Linked DNA regions of Gossypium hirsutum: region 1 is linked to region 2. The links are chromatin contacts, called in public Hi-C maps. All regions are on one chromosome and are shown on one strand. Each heading gives the region's core, a stretch centred on a gene start, on an enhancer-like site or on the middle of the called end of the contact. The rest is flanking DNA. Distances are from core to core; before and after follow the strand shown.

Evidence for each region. A called contact is a pair of places that touch in the nucleus more often than the background predicts.
Region 1: a Hi-C map of leaf shows a contact between it and region 2, with 2.6 times the contacts expected there. The contact joins the promoter of LOC107904445 here to the promoter of LOC107957451 in region 2. A contact is called at or near these places in 2 of 34 Hi-C or Micro-C datasets (hypocotyl and leaf).

Annotation. Positions count from the first base shown.
Region 1 is chrA05:33,031,964-33,034,663 of Gossypium_hirsutum_v2.1, reverse strand. LOC107904445 (G-type lectin S-receptor-like serine/threonine-protein kinase At5g24080) reads right to left here and starts at 1,319. Exons shown (of 2, transcript XM_016830833.2): 1 at 892-1,319; 2 at 1-805. The coding sequence starts at 922.
Region 2 is chrA05:32,768,223-32,770,922 of Gossypium_hirsutum_v2.1, reverse strand. LOC107957451 (potassium transporter 2) reads left to right here and starts at 1,337. Exons shown (of 10, transcript XM_016892969.2): 1 at 1,337-1,775.

The DNA of each region.
Region 1 (2,700 bases), core at 70-2,569, 260 kb before region 2:
AGTTGGACGTTAAGGTTCCTCCGCCGGCCTATGATCTCAAACAATAGCATCCCAAAGCTATAAACATCACACTTGTGGGTTATTGGATATGGCATCCAAAGTTCCGGTGCTGCATACCCTGGAGTTCCTCGACCTCCTGTCATGCTCATATGAGTGTTTTCCCTGTTGCATAGCTTGGCCAAACCAAAATCAGCTACTTTGGGACAAAATTTTGAATCTAATAGAATGTTTTCAGGCTTTATGTCATAGTGAATGATTCGTTGTTGACATTCTTCATGCAAGTAACCAATTCCTTTCGCAGTTCCTACAGCAATTTCATGGAGTTTCTCGAATCCTAATTTCTTTTCTTGGGTAAATAAAAACCTGTCAAGTGAACCATTTGGCAGGTATTCGTAAACTAATGCCCTCAGGTTCTTGTCAAAGCAGAAGCCATAAAGTCGAACCAAGTTAAAATGATGAACTCTGCCTATTGTGCCCACTTCCGCCATGAATTGTTGCTCGATTCTTTTATCCGAGGTTCCATGGAGAACCTTGACAGCTACCATGGTTTCATTGCTGAGAACACCCTTGTATACAGCTCCGAAACCCCCTGAACCCAACAAAGTGGAGAAATTATCGGTGGCGATCCTTAGCTGGAGAGAGGTGAATCGGATTGGTTTCTCCTTTTCTATGTCGTTGAGGAATTGATTCATGGTTGCTGTTAGTTTCGGAAAGTGGAGAAGGGGAAGACGAACAATTTTCTTTTGATACCATCTAATACAACTGAGAAGGAACATTAAGACAAGAATCATGATGACCGCGATTACTGCAGATGGTTACAAGTGAATTTATGATCAGTTTGTTTCGACATATGGAAGAGGAAGAAGAAGAAGAAATTAATTAAAAGATTACCTATAGCTGTAATTCCTGAACTCGATGCCATTGATGATGATGAATAGAGATCGGAGATGGAACGAGAGAAGATGATGAAACGAACAATATCTTAGATGTCTAGCATTCGAAAGTAGAATTTTCCATGATGGAGTAATGGGTGAATGAAATGAAATTTCGACCAAGGAGATAAGATCAATTTTTCCATGCCTAAGATTGTTGACCAATTAATGCAGGCATTTAGAGCTGTGTTCGCCACGTAGACTGGACATAGATATAGCGATTTGCTTAATAAAATTTATATGTATATGATATTTAAAAATAGGAAATAATTCATATTAAGATGTTAAAAATTAATGTATTTAGGTATTAATAAAATTTCGTCACATTTTTAAATTTTAAAGACATAAAACGAATGTTTGCTTTTTAAAAGGGGTAAGTGAATTCTTAGGAGATATTTTGTGCCATATTCTTGGATTTAGTAGTGTGTAATCTTGGGAGCTATTTGGGAGTACCTTTGTTTCATGATAGAGTAACCAATAGCTCTTTGTGTTTTGTGGTGGATAAAGTTCAGAGTAAATTGCAGAGATGGGATGCAAGGTAGTTGTCTTTAGCTGATAGGGCCACCCTGGCGCAATTGGTCTTACTAGCTATTCCTAGCTATTTCATGCAATCAATGCTGATTCCTAAGGGTCTTTGTGAGAAAATCGAATGTATGGTGCGCCAGTTTGTTTGAGGGTCATCGAGTAATGGTAGGAAAGCGGCTTTGGTCAGTTAAGAAGGATGTATGTCAGCCTCGGGAGCATGACGATCTTGGTTTTTGAAAGTTACAAGACCATAACACTTTCTTCATTATGAAGTTGGGTTTTAGAATTGTGGCTAATTCTAAAGCTTTCTGGGCATAGGTGCTTCAAGCAAAGTACGGGGTAGTTGTTGGAATTCCAGAAACTCTGTCCCGCATTAGAGGCTCTTTTTTGTGGAGAGCCCTTACTAAGGTTTTGCCACTTATTCGGGAGAATTTGCTTTGACTAGTGAGGGATAAGGGAAATATCAGGTGTTGGTGTGATCCATAGGTTCCGAATGTATGCCTCTTGTTAATCTGATTCCCGGACATACTAGTCTTGATTTGGACTACTTGCTTATTGATATGGTTGCTGATGATGGTAATTGGAACCTTGATTTGTTTCGGCTGTGGTTGCCTAAGAGAATCATTCAAAAGATTATTGGGACACCCCTACATCACGCAACAGCAAGAGTTGACAGGATTATCTAGGGAGGAATGAGGAATTGGTTCCTTCTCTGTTAAAAGTGCCCATGGGAAAATTTGGGAATATTCCTGGAAATAGAATAAAGATGTCTAGAAGATCCCTTAGAAGTTCAAAATCCCCCAAAGGGTTAGATTTTTTGTTTGGCTAGTGCTCAAGCAGAGATTACTCACCAACACATAAAGAGTCTGTAGGAGCTTGTGTCATAGTTCGACGTATTGAGTTTGTGGTCATATTTCAGAAGATGTGTTGCATGCCATAAGGGATTGCACTGCAGCAGAGAAAATTTAGAACTTTTTAATCCCTACTGATAGACTTTGCAGGTTTTACCCTGGCAATCTACAAGAATGGCTCATTTCAAATTTGCAGAACCATTATGAAATTTGCTTTGGGGAGGTTGATTGGAAGTGTCTTTTTGGAATTATCATTTGGCGTATTCAGAAGAACTCCAATCTTTTCATCTTTCAGGGTGTGACTTGGAGCAATAATGATACTATTAAAGTCTCGTATTGTTGGGTCAAACAATTTTTGATGTCTGATAATAGGCCAATGGGTATGTTTTGGG
Region 2 (2,700 bases), core at 88-2,587:
ATTTTTTACTTTTCAATGTATTTATTAAAATTATTAATAATTAAATTTTTTGCATTTTATAACTTCATTAAAAAGTAGATATTAGTTATTATTGTTAAAATTATTTTATATTCATAATTAAAATTAAATTTTGACTACTAACTAAAATAGGAAATATTTTTATTATCTCATTTAACTCTCATCATTTAAACTTATCTTTTTTATTTCATTTTTGTACTTGAAAAGTTTTATATACTATGGTTTTGCTAATGCTTGAATTTTATATTATTGTGAATTCCATTAAGCTCAGGGAAGGGCCATACAGCACCAATATAATACTAGTTGAAACTTCTAGAAGTGGCAATCAAGAAGGATAAAATAAGCTGCTTCTTTTTTTTTCATTTGGTTAAGATGCTAATAATTTATATACCTACATATAAATGACAAACATTTATTATATTTTTTAAATTTGAGGATATAAATGGAAAGTAAATAACTTTTCTAAGGCTGACACGTTGCACACACACCATACTTCGTTTTTTCTTTCTCCATTTTATAAAAATAGTTAATTTGTAATTTTAATTTTTAATACGCTTAAATTTAAGATTTAATCATTTTATGTTAATGATATTATTAATTAATTCATATAATTACTATTCAATTAAAATGTTACGTGGTTATAATTTGAAAATAAATTTTTAAATTTAAAAAATAAAAATTAAATTATTAAAAAAAAATAAGACTAAATTCTAAACGTACAATGTGTATGTATACTTAGAGTTGTAATTCTTTGAACCGAACTGAACCTATCGGGGCATCGGTCTAGAAAGAAGCATCAAACCAATTGACTCACGAATTGATACAATTTAATTGAAGTAGTTTTTTTTAAATAATTTATTATTTTTTAAATAATTTATTTAATCAAATCCTATGAATTAGGGTTTAACTCACTCTATTTTTTTATCAATTAATATTTAATACATATTCAATCACCATTCACAAATTGATTTTTACATTAAATAGATGAGTTCTACATGAATATTACACATAATGAAAATTATTGCATTGAATATTAATGAATAAAAATAATAATAAAATGGGTTTTAACCCATAAATCAATGGCATAATAATTTGATTATCAATCCTACAAAAATTACTTAAAATATATTTTAATTTTTAAATTTTTTACTTAAAATATATTTTAATTTTTAAATTTTTGTCTCTTCTTATCTGTAATACATTTTAACGCATTTAAATTTATAACTTTAATGTAAATCGAATTAATACTCAATTCATCAATTTTCACATTTTTAGCGAATATATCAACCTACAAACATGGAACGGCCAAGTTTACGTTTAAAGTGATGAACATAAGTTACATGACATGAAAGGACAAAAGTCTAAAGGCTATATTTGACAAGCTTGCCAATATTCCCGCTCACGATAATCTCCTTATATTATTTCTTCATTAAAAAATCATGCTCCATCAATCCATTTTCATGGGATCAAATTATCTATAGCTTCTCTCCACGTTCTCTAATCCAATTTTGATTCTGTTTTACTGAACAATGTTCGTATTGTCGGTTGAAACCTTCAAGTCTGTGTTCATTTGATCTTCAAATCCATCCAAAAGAGCATCATTTCATCTCATAAAATTCAGATCCTTTCACATGCTTATAGTTTTGCACATATCAGCTACCATAAATGGAAGTTCCAAGCTTGTGTAGAGTCTAGAGCTAAATGCAACGAGGTTTCCACTTGGTGGCCATTGGAATTTGCCAGAAAAAAGGACTGGGGTAAGTTTCTCTATATCTATTTAGTTGTAGTTGTTTCAGTAAAAGGTTAAAGGGGATGGTTTTTTCAGCAAAGTTTGTAACTTAAATGGGTTTTGTCTATCTATCTATCAATCATCTACGGGTGCTACAGCTGTTTCCAGAATGAAGTTTAGTATTGATAAAAGAAATAGATAGGGAGTCAGTAACAATTGTAGACACAGTAACAAGGACGAGGGATGATGTAATCAAAATGCCGGGTTTTTTTAATCTAAAAAGACAAAAGTGCATTTGGATTCATCTCATGGGGATTATTTGCAGCACATGGGGCTGCCCATCTTATGTTCATATAGTCTTCATTTACAATAAATAGGGTCTGTTAACAGTTCTGAATGGTCTAATGGAGAGGGGTAAATTGGTTTTGCCTTGTCTTCTTTCATTTATTTCTGAGTTACTACCAAACAAACTCCATTATTAAAGGAACTAATAATATAAGAGCAACTTTACCTTTCCTTTACTGCAAAAAAAAAAAATAAATAAAAAATCCGAGCTTTATCAAGCAAAAGAAAATGAAAGGTTTTACTAAGCTTCAGTTAGAAATCTGAGAAAGAGAAAGGTGTGGTCTTGTGGGGTATAAGTTAATTCATTGTATTTGGCTGTTGGTGGTGATATATCATTCTCTTCTAAATGCAACTGTAGTTGCATCACATGATTCTCTTATTTTGTTCTCTTTCTTGCCTGCACAAAACATTGGTTGGAAACTATTGCATTTGCTTCTATATTATAAAAATATATATGTATTACGCTTATATTGATTTTTTCTGATTGTTTGTATCTTCTGCTTCTTTGTCCATATGGGTTAATTCTGTAAGTGGGTTCAAAGTTTGGTTTTTTTTTTTTTTGGTTTAAAAATTGAGGAAGGATGAAGTATCAGTTTCTTCCACTCTTC